Regions from separate parts of the Mus musculus genome. Here region 2 is linked to region 1. Evidence: chromatin contacts called from public promoter capture Hi-C data. All regions are on one chromosome and are shown on one strand. Each heading gives the region's core, a stretch centred on a gene start, on an enhancer-like site or on the middle of the called end of the contact. The rest is flanking DNA. Distances are from core to core; before and after follow the strand shown. Region 1 holds the start of Hsdl2 (hydroxysteroid dehydrogenase like 2). Region 2 overlaps Snx30 (sorting nexin family member 30).

Region 1 (7,138 bases), core at 1,718-4,217:
CCCTGGCTGTCCTGGAACTCACTTTGTAGACCAAGCTGGCCTCGAACTCAGAAATCCACCTGCCTCTGCCTCCCAAGTGCTGGGATTAAAGGTGTGTGCCACCACCGACCGGCTTTTTTTTTTTTTAATTAATTTATTTGAGTGTTCCTCTTTCGATGTGGGGCAATGGGCTATGCACAGACAGTCTAGTCTCCAGTCGAGTTGAAGTTGTGAACCCCGGTGAAACCCAGTGGTGATAATTTTCATCTACACGGGATAACCTGGACTCCTGGCTCCAGTCAAAGTTACTGCTCCCACAGCCCCCACAGGAGAAGCCCCCACGTATTCAATGTCCCAAGCTTCTGACTTTCAGACTAGACTCCTCCCAGTTACCTAGCAACAACAATACTAGGCCACTATAAGAGGGGCTACTTGGCCCCTCCTCACTCTCTTACTCTCTCTCCTCACTCTCTCTAGCCTTTCCTCTTTCTCTCTCTTTCCCCCTTCCCTCCTCTTGGCCATGGCTGGTCTCTCTCTCCCTCTCTCTTTCCACCTTCTCTCCTTTCTCCCTGCCTTTCTACAATAAAGCTCTAAAACCATAGACTGTCTCTGTTCACCAAGGCTCACTGTGCTTGGATGATGGGATAGGCTCTCTCCTAACGAACTGTGCCTAATTTCACGTCAGACGGCCTTCCTGTGCTCCAGCCACGGACTGGACTAAGGACACTCGCCTGCGTGGGAACCTCTCTCCCTCTGCCCTCTTCTTGTATCCCTGGGGCTGAGAGTGTTGTCCTGGGGCCCCTATTCTTTTCTCATCTCCTCTGCTGTATCCAGTGTGGGATGCCGGAGACTGAGAACCTGGTATGGGGGCTGCCCCTTGTCCACCACCCGCCTAGCTGGGATCAGTGGCTCCACACAGCCAGACACCCATGCAGGGCCACGTGGAAAGGGTACGGCAGTCCTCCCCCATCTGCCCGCCCATCTGCCCGCCCAGAACACAGGAACTCTGGTTCGAGGCGGGCTCTCTCCCTCGCCCCTCTTTCCCTACACCCACGCCCCACATTTCTCCACATCCTTGCTAGCATCTGCTGTCACCTGAATTTTTGAACTTAGCCATTCTGACTGGTGTGAGGTGGAATCTCAGGGTTGTTTTGGTTTGCATTCCCCTGATGATTAAGGATGTTGAACATTTTTCAGGTGCTTCTCAGCCAAAGAATTCACTGCTACCAGACAAATATACAGACCATTCAGTAAAAGCAGTCAAGGGCCAAAGGAACATTTTAAACTGTCCATATCTCTCTGAAACATTTGGAATTTACAAAGACAAACTGGCTACTCACACCTCCTAGGTAAGGACAGAGATTTTGTTCCTTTCTACCTGCTGTTTCTTCTCACTTAAGAGGTACTAATATTTGTTGAATAAGTACACTCTTCTAGAATCATCAATAATCATTATTATAGGTTACAAACTCACGTGTCAATAGCTAATGGTCAAGGTGATAAAAGGGTAAACAGCCACAGTTTAATAATACGTTTTTATTTGAATATTTAATTAGGGCTAGAGAGATGGTTCCCTGGTTAAGAGTGTTGTGCCCAGATTGTAAAAATCCCAAGGAGAGGACCAGGAATCATACCCCACTGTAATCGCATGAGGGTCTTTATTTAAGCTCGAGCTTGGGCCACCAACCTTCCTGACAGAACAGGAAAGAGTGAACCCCCAGGCCTAAGTAAAGGGGGTTTATAAAGAAAAAAACCCGCAAGCGGGTTTTTGTGTTGGCAATATAGGAGAGGGTAAAGGAATGCTGTCCTTTAAACCTGATAACATTTGTTCAGACAGCAGGGCAGAACCGTGTAGCTGAAAAGGTACCTTTCTGACCTGGGAAGAGTAACTTGTGCTATCAGAACCGCTTCTGATATGTTTACAACCGGCCACAGCTGTCTGGGAACGTTTGTCTCTTTTTCATAGTCTAAGAGTGGGCTATTATCATTTCAAGGGTATTGGCTTCGGTTTCCTTCAACAGCAAGGAGCCATCTGCACTGTGAGAAATGTTGGTTGTTAATCAAAAGGGGTCGAGTTTAAGTGACGTGGAGGCTAGGGTATGCTGCTTTTCTTTTGTTCTCAAGGCTGGCATTTGCCTTTCCCCACCCCCCGCGGGGGTGGGGGTATCGTCAGGGAGAGGGAGGGAGTAATAACTGCTCTAGCTGCGCAGGGTCAGGAGAGTGTAGGATTTGATGTGCAGGTTTCTCTTGTCTGAGCACTGGCTGCTCTTCCAAAAGATCCAGCAAGTTTGACAATTAGGAGAGTATATACCTACCTGTCTTAAGTTGTTTTCTGAACTAAGCTTTAGATAACAACCTCGTTAGCATCTTTTTCTCCCGCTACAAAATACAAAACAATTTCATTTCCTGGGTAGCTCAGTTAGGTATAACTCCAAGAACGAAACTGAATCCCAGACTCGACCTCATTCCGGCATTCATTCCAGGACTGAGGATTCCTTCTCCAACCTTGATTTCTGTGGCCCGGATCATACGATGAACGCTTGCGGGAGACCTTTGCAAAGATCTCTTCCAGAAACTCCTGTCTCCAGACACTGGAGGTCAGGCTAAATTTAGATTCAGTGGCAGCGAAAATGAGAGTGACCGGCTTCTGCAAAAAGCATTTTTCAGATGTCTACAAGTGTTCTTCGGAGAGAGCGCCTTGGCTCGGGGACAGACAGGGGAAAACGACGCCCAGCACCCTCAAGTCAGTCCCCGGAGCGCCCCTCAATCCGCCATCTGGCTGGCTGGGAGCCGTCGATGCGCCGAACCTAGGCTGAGGAGGAAAAGCCTACGTAGTAATGATGCTCTAGACACGCCAGTGGCCCACAGGAGAAACTGATTGTCACCTACAGACTCGGGAAAGGGGCGGGGCGGAGGTGTACTCCAAAGCGCCTGCGCAGAGCGTTGGTTTCCTGGGTGTCGTTTGTAGAACTGCGGGAAGAACCGCCCAGTGCCCGGTGTGCGCAGGCGCACACCGTCTTGTAAGCTCTCGGTCTTGTAGGATCTCGGTCTTGTAGGAGGGCCGGTCCCCGAGCGGGTCTCGGGGCGGGGCCCGGGGCGCGGCTAAATGCGGAGAGAAAGTTCGCCTGTCACTCACAGCTCGCTGCTGTTCCACTGCCACCAAGTTCTCTGAACTGCGAAGGTCATGCTGCCCAACACTGGGTAAGAGGACGGGGGTGGGATGGGGTCAGGGGCCAGTCGGCAGGTCGCCGGCGCAACCCAGAGCCGCGCGCTCTGGAACACCGGTTCGCGGAAAGATAGAGTCGCTGGGACCTGCGCATGCACGAGAACCCAAAGTTCTGTACTACTGAGACTCAAAAGTTGTACACTGCAAGGGGCAGTGGTGTCAGATACTCCACGGGGAAAGGTCGCGAGCGTAGGTGTCCCCGACGACCCGTTGTAGCCCCATCTCGCCTTTAGCTTGGCCTGGTGACAATGTTGCTTTCATCTTCTAGGCGAAAGGTCGCTTGAGACAGTGACTTCAGATTTTCTGTTTGTATGCTTGATTGTAGAATAATAGAAGAATGGTGTTTTGAAAATGGTTTTCAAGTTAGTAGCGAGTTAAAATGTTACAATACGAACATTTCTGGTAAGGGGTTTATTTATTTATTTTACTTAAAAATGAAGTATATTTATCCCAGCCTAGCCAGGTGCGGTGGCGCCTGCTTTTAATGCCAGCACTCAGAAGCAGGGTCAGAAGATCTATTGATTCGAGGCTGTTCTGGTCTACATAGTGAGTGTGCTAGGCTCACTCTGTCAGCAAACGCTACAGAGTTAGAACCTTGTCTACACCCCCTCCCCCAAGCCCACTTATATAGAGACACAATTGTGCAGCCAGTCACCAGGACTTTACAAAATCAAAACAAATACCCATTAAACAATGTTCTTCCCGATTCTTCTTGCCCTTGGTTCCTGCTGAACTCAGGTAGGTCCACTATGTTCTATAAAGTTTATCTTAAGCAGAGTGACAAGTTAAGCCCATTCTGTAATTAGTTTGACACATATAGACAGCTAAAAGACTTAAATAGTTCAAAAGGGTATAAGTCTCTTTAAAACTCCAGTTTCTTTCTGTTTGTATTTTTTGTACTTATCAACATATTTTGTATACCTTACAGGGATACCTTCTTTTTAGAAAATAGTAGCAAACTCCATTTTGGGCTTGCTGTTTTTACCTGACATGTCTTGGCACATACTTAGGTTTCCAGTACACACAGCTTGTCTTTGTCCTCTTGTTTTGTTTGTTGTTGTTGTTTTGAGACAAGGTTTGTCTGTGCCCTAGCTATCCTGGAACTCTCTCTGTAGACCAGGCTGGTCTTGAACTCAGGGAGTTCCTCCTGCCTCTGCCTCCCCAGAGTTGAGATTAAAGGCATGAGCCTGTCCTTGTCCTCTTTAATGGTTGCAAACTATTATTGAAGACCATTATGTACTTAACCTGTTTCCAATTGTTGGATATTAAGTCATTTCCAGCTGTTTGTTATCTTTTTCTTGGTGGTGTTTTATTCTATCTTTGCTTCCATTATTATTCTTTTGTTTTATTTTGGTTTGAATTGAATGTAAACGGGGCTGGTGAAATGGCTCAGCGGTTAAGAGCACTGACTGCTCTTCCGAAGGTCCTGAGTTCAAATCCCAGCAACCACATGGTGGCTCACAACCATCCATAGTGAGGTCTGACACTCTCTTCTGGTGCATCTGAAGACAGCTACAGTGTACTAATGAATAGTAATAGATAAATCTTTTTTAAAAACTATTTAAAAAAAGAATTGAGTGTAAACCTGGCTGTCTTTGAACTTGTGATTTGAACCAGGCTGGCCTTGAACTCACAGACATTTGCCTGCTTTTACCTCCTAGGTGCTGGGATTAAAAGTCTGTGCCACCATGCCTGGCTTTACTATCCCTCTATGTGTCTGTTTACACATAGATGAATATACTATCTGGGATAAATTCTTGAAAGTGAAATTGCTAGAACCAAGGGAATATATTTTAAAAATTTTTGATACTACAAGACAGACAGGTATTCACCACCAAAAGAATTGCACCATCAAAAGTGTTATTGAGAGTACTGAGCCCAATCTAGCCAGTCACAGGTTCTGAAGTTTGAAAAACTAAAGACCCTAGAATAGCCTGAAAGGGGGAAAAAGAATGAAGTGAACTGGCTTTTCTGGATATTAAAGTGGTTTATAAAACTAGAGTAATTAAAAATAGTTCTAATACAGACTAAGTAAATTCTTTGGGAACCCATCCAGTGGCGGGGGGGGGGGGGCTCTTCATTATAGTTAAAATTTGTATTATTTTTTCACTAGTGAAGGTGAGACAGTTTGGCCTCCAGAAGACATTTGGCAATATCTAAGGAGACAGAGTATCATAGCTGAAAGGGGATGCCAAGTGGTGGAGCCCCTAGATGGATGTAAACTACTTACAAGCAGTAAACATCCCCTGATAGTGGAACTGTCTAGTTCAAAGGGTCAGCTCTGCAGAGACTGAGAAAGTGTGGTTTAAAGCCATTTCTGTATCTTTTTACTGACCTGGTTTAACCAGCAAGGTGTCTTTGTCATTGTGCTGTGAGACCTGGGACAGAATCCAGGGCTTCGTGCATGTTCAGGCGAGCACCTTTTCAGTCTCTTGGCCCCGAGAGAGCTAGCACCACCAAAAGTTTTGACTGGTCTCTGAGAACTTGTGTATTTATTTGAGAAATCTTTTCTTTTACCATGTTTCACAAGTTTTTTTTTTTTTTGAGTTTTCTTATAGCATTGACTATGGTCCTTATTAAACATGAATAAATATGCTTCCTCAAAGTCAGGATCATCACTCTGACCTTTGAAGGCTGCTTTGTTTCTGGGATGAGCCTGTAAGACCACACAAAGATCTTTTATTTTAGGTGCTATTCTGATGTCTTAGTCTTACGCTGACTTATTTACTTATTTTGTGATGCTGGAGATTGAACTCAGGGACCCACATGCTTTAGACACATTCTCCCAAGCTACCCACTCCCACCCTTACTTTTATACTTTTAATAAATATTTCATATTTTATGGTGGATACATATATATGTATATATACATATATATACATATGTACTATATTCATCTTTTCTCATCCACCTGAGATTTATTTTAGCCCAGGAAGTAAGTTAGAAAGCCCAAACCATTTTGTTCAGATGGCTTCCCCACCCTCGCAGTCACATTGACCTAATTATTAATTCTTTCTTTTCGATGATGTACCACCATCATAAGGGAAGATCTTGTGTGCATAGGGATATGTTTCTATACTCTGTCCTATGTTACCTAATCTGTCTACTCATGTATCAGAATCCAATAATTTAAATGACTCTAGCTTTATAAACCTTTAAAATCTAAAAAGGCCAATTCTCTCTATTTAGATTATGTTTCAGAATCTTCTTGTCTGTTCTTGAGTTTTTAGTTTTTGAAACTTTAGAGCTTGAGACTTGCTTGTATATATTTTTCATTTTTTTTAAGTAGTTAATTGTTTTCATCGCATGTACTCTAGTTTTGAGAGGTTCTTAGTAAGTCAAAGTATGGGTTGTCTGTGCATTTGCAAGTTCTGGCTACCTACCAATGGCATAGAGAAGAACGCCCTTGCCATTGGCATTCTGATCCTCACATTGGAGACCTTCTTAGTAGGACAGATCTGGCTGCCTTTGCCACTCCTGCTTCCCATGCCCTGGACTCTGGGTGAGGAAGAATGCGCCCTTTATCCTACTGGGATTCAGTCCAGCTGTATACCAGGCAAAGGGGCAAGCCCTGCAAGTCAATAGTTGGCAGACATTTTCGTGTGACTATTTAACATTAAACATCTCTGTATTTGTGGGGTTTATTTTATTTTATTTTCATTGGTGTGTATTACGAGTATTCAGTGCCCTTGGAGGCTATAAGAGGGTGTCAGGTTCCCTGGAGCTATAATAATGGCCAATTATGAGCTGCCCGATGTGGGTGCTCAGTATTGAACTATGATCCTCTGCAAGAGCACAGAGCTCTCTTAACCTCTGAACCATCTCTCTGGATTCTAAATATCTCTTATATATATACTTTTTATGATTCAGGGTCTTCCTGTGTAGCCTGGGACTCAATATATAGACTGGCTTTGAACTCACAAAGATTTCCCT
Region 2 (7,138 bases), core at 2,621-5,120, 260 kb after region 1:
TGAGGACCGCAGAGAGGACGCACTGGATCTGTCATTCATTTTCCTTTTAGCTCAGATAGCCCGACAGAGCCTTAGACCCATGTATCACCATCCCTCCTCCTGTTTTCAGAGTCTTTCCATGGTCTTGGCTCTGACAGAACTTGGGGGCATCAGGGGGAGTGGGGGAGGGACCACTTTACTTCAGTGTGTTTCTGCATTTGTTTTCTGTGAGGCTTTGGGGTCAGAGGTAGTCTTTAAAGCTACCCAGTTGATAGGGGAAATGATAATGTTTTCATTTTGATACTGTGAGTTGTGTGTGGTGGCTTTTGGGAGTCTGAATGATTGCTGAAAACTTCAAGGCCAGCCTGAGCTACATGGTATATTACTACTGGCCATCTTGAGCTGTACACCTGTATTTGTTTCAGTTCTCTAGAGAAATATACTATTGGAATATATATATGTGTGTGTGTGTGTGTGTGTGTGTGTGTGTGTAATATTAAAAAGAGATTTATTAGAGTGCCTTACAGGCTGTAGCCCAGCTAGTCCAGTAATGGCCTCATCTTAGTTAGGGTTTCTATTGCTGTGAAGAGACACCATGACCATGGCAAGTCTTATAAAGGAAAATATATAATTGGGGTTGGCTTACAGTTTCAGAGGTTTAGTCCATTATCGCCATGATGGGAAGTATGGCATTATCTAGGCAAACATGGTGCTAGAGAAGGAGCTGAGAGTTCTACATCTGATTAGCAGGCAGCAGGAAAGAGAGCAACACTGAGTCTGGCTTGGACGTTTGAGATCACAAAGCTCGGGGCTGGAGAGATGGCTCAGTGGGTAAGGGCAATGACTGCTCTTCTGAAGGTCCTAAGTTCAAATCCCAGCAACCACGTGGTGGCTCACAACCACTTGAAATGAGATCTGACGCCCTCTTCTGGTGCTGTCTGGAGACAGCTACAGTGTACTTATGTATAATAATAAAAAATAAATCTTTGCTCTAGAGCAAGAGGGGCTGACCGGAGCGAGCAGAGGTCCTAAATAGATTTCCAACAACCACATGAAGGCTCACAACCATTTGTATAGCTACAGTGTACTCATATACATAAAAACAGATGAATATTAAAAAAAAAAAGAAATCACAAAGCTCTCAACCCCAGTGGCACACTTCCTTCAACAAGGCCACACCTACTCCAATAAGCCACACCTCCTAATAGTGCTACTCCTATGAGCCGATAGTGTCATTTTCATTCAAACCACCAAGGGTTGTCTCCCAAAAGAAAGGCCACAAGACTGGTTGTCTCAGGTGGTCTTCGGTCTATATCAGAATCCCAGAGAAGTAGGTTCTAATATCAGCGAGGGAATGCCTCAGTCTCAGGATAGATAACTTGTCAGTGAGTGTGAGGTCATGCATAGCTTGTTCTTCCATGTCCTTTTATGGGGACTGCCTCTAGAAAGTGTGGTCCAGGTTTAGGGTGCGCTATCCAGCTGCAGATGATCCAGTTTAGGATGGGTCTTCCCATCCTAGATGATTCAGATGATCCCGAATAATCTCCAGCAGCTTGGGTTTCAGTTCATTCCGGATGTAGTCACGTTGACAACCGAGATCAGCCATCACAACTCCATACACATTAAATAAAATTAAAGCAAAACAAAATAAAACTAATATTTATGCCATTTACTAGTGAGGATAAACAATTGTTTTTTGACTTTATATAGCTGTTCATTTCTTGTGTTGGACTATCTCTCTGTGTGTGTGTTTTTCTTTTTCTTCTCTTTTGTACTTTTCTACTTCTTTTCTTCCTTTCTTTTTTTGGGGGGTGGGTGGGGCAGGGTTTCTCTGTGTAGCTCTGGCTGTCCTGGAACTTGCTTTGTAGACCAGGCTGGCCTCAAGCTCATGCCTGCCTCTGCTTCCTGTGTGCTGGTATGTATATGTGTGTTTCTATGCATGCCTATCACATGAACATATTTTCCAACCAGCATGCCATAGTCAGGACTCACTTGCTACCATTTGTTGCTACCCTACACCAGTTCCCCATTCCTAACCTCTCACCATTAAGAGAATATTTATGTACTTATTTAGACAAGACTTATCTATGTATCTCAGGTGGCATTGAACCCGTGATCCTCCTGCATCAGCCTTCCAAGTGCTGAAAATTTTCACATCCTAAATACATGAAAATTAATCTGAAGTCTTTCTTACGTGTTGTAATATGTAAGAACTAGTGAGACGAAAGCTTCAGTGTTCTTGTGTAACAGCGCAGTTATGGCCTGCTTGAGCTGTGAGGACAGACAGCATATGGTACAGACATGAGCATCTTTATTCTATGATTCTGAAAAATTTGTATCCCCCTGCCATAAGTTGTGATCAGACTTCTTAAGCAAATGGACATTTGTTTTTTTGCATTTGGAATTTGAGAACATTATTTGAGAAGGTCCTGATTATTTTATCCTTTTAAAAATATCTAACCAAATTCTCTATCGGTATTAATTGAATAATATATTATTGTTTCAGTACTTGAAGTTCCAGAGTTATCAATTAATATTAAAACTCAGATTTGTTCTGTTGATTTTGGGGCTGACAGGTCATCAAGTCATCAAGCTGACATACAAGGTTCTCTGGGGATGAGCATCCCTAACCCTGTGCGTCACCCTGAGCATCAGATGGACCACCCACAGTGGTGCCCAGCCACAGGGCTTACTTCTAAGTGCTGACACTGGTACGGTTCTTGGTCCACAGAGGATTGATGATGGCTAAATGGAGCCACTTGTTAATGGCTTATGGACTGTCTGGAGCTGGCCAGCTCTAAAAGTCTCTTGAGCAGCAGTTGGACTTGATTTATTCCTTGGACACTGGTGGAGCAGGAATTTTGTTGTTCTAAGAAACACATATGGAGGCTGATTGTGTTTGGGGACTTCCCTACATGCCACTCCTGGATAAAAGTGAAGGTGGAGTCAGAATATTTTATGTAGTTGGTACTGTTTAGTGTTATCTCTGGAATGTGAGAGGTAGGTGGTGAGTGCTCTGGGGTCCTGGGTCCAGTTCTATGTCCCTCTGCCCGTCACTGGTGTGTGACTTAGGCCCATCTTCTAAGCTCCTTAGTCCATATTCTATTCTATCAGTAGTCACATAGAGATAATGAACTCTCTTCACTGCTTCCAAGTTATTCTAAAGGATAATGAGGCCGGATGCATTACAGGGCCTTGGCCTTTGCTGAACAGTTATTTTGGCAGCCCTTCCCTAAGGATGGAGTGTGTGGAGATTACATAGGGTTGTTGATTTGGGCTGTATGTGGTTTTGCCTGAAGGACAGCATTGCTTACTGTGTAACTTACTGTGTTAGAAATATAGGTTCCCTCTGGTTTGGTCTGTTGTTCCCCCTACCTGGAAAGCATTCAAGAGAACATTCAAGTCTTTGTCCTCACCCTGTCTCCATTGTTATGCTCCATAGCATATGCTAACTTCTAATGAGAATAAATGACGGAGTGGTGGAGGGATTCTAACCACTGATCTTAGCATTGAGAATCCCTCATTTGTCTTCTCCTGGCATCTTCAGGGAGGTGTGGTGCCTGCCTACTGCCCACTGTTGCTGGTACTGACCCTCCTTTGTTCTGCGTTTTTTTTTTTTCTGAAAAGCTTAGGCACGGCCACCACTTTCCTGCTTCAAAGCTTAGCATCCTTTGCTGAGCACTGCTCTAAAGCTTCCTTACGATGTTTGAGGCTGCAGCTCATCTCCTTTCTAGGCTGTGTTTCTTGTCATTCCCCCCACAGCTTCACACCTACCCAAGGTCTGGTTTCCATCCAGAAGTTTCCAACTTTCTTCACAGGTCTACCTCTTTTTCACTGAAGGGCACTTCCCTGATTCTGGAGTGTGTGTGCCCACATTCTCAGTATCCCCGTGTGACCTGCCTGCTGAGCAGGGTGGACTCACCATCTTCCAGCCAGAGTGGCTGAGTCTGAGGGGCTCACCTGGGGCCTGACAGCCAGCTGGAATCTCAGTCCTGGCCTTCTGCCATCCTGTTGAAGAATCAAGTCAAAGTTATCCTGACTTGTCCTCCAAGAGAACGACTGCTGTCCCTCCCTGCTCTTGGCTATAGGTTTTCCTTTATTTGTGCATTTATTGTAGCATATCAAATTGCCATGTTCCATGCTGCAGCCTGCAGGAGAGTCCTTCAGTAACTCCCCTCAGCCTGCTTGCTTCCCCAGAACTGCACCTGGCAGTCATCAAGAATGCTGTTTGGATTAAATACATGCACTAATAAATTCTGCTTTTTCATATCCTCTCAGCTGTGGTTTAGGGGCTACAGCACCTGTCAGTTACAGCACTTAAGATCCCATGTGTTGGAAAACACCTGTATTTTGGTCTATAGCATAAACAGGGAGTGATAATTATTTTGTTTCTCTGACATCTCAGAGACATAATCAGGTATTTTATCACTAGAGGAAAGGTGCTTAACACATGTTTAATTATATTTTAGGAAAGTAACCTTTTAGCTAAATTTTGTCCAACAGCAGCTGTACCTGGGAGAGGCTTTGAGGAAAGCGAGCTCCTGCAATCTGTTAGCCTTTCTCTACAACAGCATTAACCAATAATAATCCTAGTCTTCAATTGGGACGGCTGGTATTTTCCTCCATCATGTGAAATGTGAAATAGAAGCATCTTCAGCAGGTGTGGTGGTACACACCTGTGATCTCAGCACCCAGGGGGCTGGGCCTGGGCTGCCTCGAGAGACCCTGGCAAAACCAAAAGAACAAAAAGAGGCAGTGGTAGGTTTAGAAATCCTGTTACTGATCTCCTGTGTATTGGCCTCAGGACAAGTCTGCAGGTCTCTTCCTAGGTGCCATTTTGTTATTTTGTTTCCAACTTGGTTACAACACATGGTTTCTAGACACAGTGTAAGGTTTTGGCCTCATTCTTTCCTTGGGCTTCTTCTTTACCTAACTGCCTCTCTGTCATCTGTTGTCAAGTGAGGATTCAGATAACTGGCCCTTCTTTGCAGAGCCCTTCTCGGCAGCTTAGCTCAGATGGCCTTACAAAGAGGATGGGACTGACCAGTGAAGCCCTGTGTCTCTTTACAACAGGAATATGTTCTGAGGAACATGTTTCTAGAAGATTTCCTCATTGTGTGAACACGGTGTGGACTTCCAAACCTAAGTGGTGGTGGAGCTTGCTGTACCCTTTGACTGTGTGGAATACAGCAGAGTATAGGCTGCCCAGTGAGTGGTACGACATGTTACGGTGTTGAATTCTGTAGGCAGTTGTAACACAGAGAAATTTGTGCAGTTGAATAATTTATACACTAGCAAAAGGACAGTGAAAACATGATGCTAATGAGACAAAATAGCAACAGGCTATATACAGCACAATTTTTGTGGAACGGCGGGGCTTCTGTTCCCTAGAGTAATGCAGCCCTGTGCACGAGCTCTGCACTTAGGCTGCAACACATGGATGCAGTTTTAAATTTGATGACAGCTCATCTTACTGTAATAAACTTAAAAAAAACTTTTTGATGTCAAAAAATTCCAAACCCCATAGCTTAGAACACAAACCTCCCTTTTTTCTTTTTCTTGCTGTTTCTTGCTTTGACAAGTCCCAGGGATTAAGCCCAGAGCCTCATGCATTCAGAGATCCTGTTTCTTCTCTTATTCCTTAATGTTCAAAAAGTAATTCTTATTAGTTTACTTTGTGTGTGTGGTGGTCAGAGGATAACTGGTAGGAGTCCAGGGGATTGAACTCGGGTTGTCAGGCTTGGCAGCAAGCACCTCCACCTGCTGAGCCATCTTGCAAGCCCATTCTTAATTTTTTCCTGTGACCAGACTCTTGGTGCAGTTTTCATTTCTTCTTCAGTGACTCAGTTAACCGTGGACATAAAGAGGAACCACCCTTCTCTGGACTGAGCCACATTGGCTGGGATCTGGAGCAGCCATGGACCAAGCAAATGGCTCTGCAGAGACATCCACGTGGACTTGGGGGTTGAAAATTCGTATTACAAAGGAATATAGGACGCTTCTAGCACAGGTGTCCAGGGCACCACGCCTCGAGGAATTCCTAAGATGTGGATTGGAATCTGGGTACTATTGCTGAGCCAACGCCTCAGAGCTGACACTGTTGGAGACAAAGGAATGATATGAACACTGACTGACCATAGGAAGCATGGCCCTCTGGGATAGGGTTACAGGCTTCCTTCCAGTTCAGCCTTGTGTTAATTTTCAGTTTTGGTTGTGGGTTTGAAGGCCTCCCACTGCCACAGCTGGAGGGTGAGTTTGTCACAAACCCTGAGCACGAGAGAGCTCTGCCAGAAGGTGGTTTGAGTAGTGTCCAGAGGAAGGAGGGCGTGCTTCCGTTCCCTTCTTAGATCAGAAAGGCAGTTTCAACTCGGTGGCCCTTTCTTTTCCCACAGACGGTTTTAAGATCGACCACAGAAATTATATCTCTCCCAAGGAGGGACATACGTGTCAAATGGCACAATTTGGCACATAAATTTTGTCCCTGAGAGGCTCACAAATTCCAGAGTCTGTGTCTGATAAAAAGGACACTTTCAGTCTTCCTGAAAATGTGGGGGGATTTAAAGCACATTTAGAGATGAGAGCGGGGAAGGCTGTTGTCATCGTAACATCTGATACTTGCCATTGGTCTGTGAGTCTGTCCTGTCCTGTTCCTTGCCTGAGTGGCTTTTGCCCTCAAGAGAGTTTGGTCTGGGGTAATGATTTACCCATATTTGATCACATAGAACAGACTAGTATTTTGTTTCTTCTACACTCTGGTTCTGACAACCAAGAAAGTTCTTTACTAACGTTTTTGACACATCTGAATTGTCTTATTTTGTGAGATGAATGAGTGGTGGTTACAAGGATGGTTTGGGAACTGGAGAGACGGCTCAGTGGTTAAGAGCACTTGCTGCTCTTGCAGATGACTACGCTGTATTGCCAGCACCCGCATGGCTGCTCCCTGTAGCTCTATTTCTAGGGGATTTAATGCCTTCTTCTGGCCCCCAACCCCGGTAGGTTACCAATGACAGACCAAAGTAATGATTCTGTCTAACTAGCTTAGTGGACGAGTGGGTTTATTTGGGCTTACTAAATAGGATGCAGGTGACCCCACACAGCTATTGTGATGGTTTGAATATGTTTGGCCATGGGAAGTGGCACTATTAGGAGGTATGGCCTT

What was found. Promoter capture Hi-C pulls out the DNA fragments that hold promoters and counts their contacts.
Region 2: a promoter capture Hi-C map of HPC-7-derived erythroid cells shows a contact between it and region 1, with 2.9 times the contacts expected there. The contact joins the enhancer-like site here to the promoter of Hsdl2 in region 1. A contact is called at or near these places in 6 of 39 promoter capture datasets (the 3T3-L1 cell line, 3T3-L1-derived adipocytes, the C10 cell line and 3 more), 2 of 15 datasets of contacts at CTCF or cohesin (both in the NIH/3T3 cell line), 3 of 484 Hi-C or Micro-C datasets (the G1E-ER4 cell line, nephron progenitors and palatal mesenchyme), 4 of 115 datasets of contacts at active chromatin or transcription factors (bone marrow-derived macrophages, embryonic stem cells, microglia and 1 more) and 1 of 9 other capture datasets (liver).

What each region holds. Positions count from the first base shown.
Region 1 is chr4:59,578,596-59,585,733 of GRCm38.p6, forward strand. Hsdl2 (hydroxysteroid dehydrogenase like 2) reads left to right here and starts at 2,968. Exons shown (of 11, transcript NM_024255.3): 1 at 2,968-3,180. The coding sequence starts at 3,164.
Region 2 is chr4:59,838,796-59,845,933 of GRCm38.p6, forward strand. The region is part of intron 1 of Snx30 (sorting nexin family member 30); the gene reads left to right. Among named protein-coding and RNA genes, the nearest start is that of Snx30, 37 kb to the left of the region's middle. Within about 2 kb of position 3,871, at least 13 of the 459 cell types and tissues checked have an H3K27ac peak or open chromatin away from gene starts, as enhancers often do.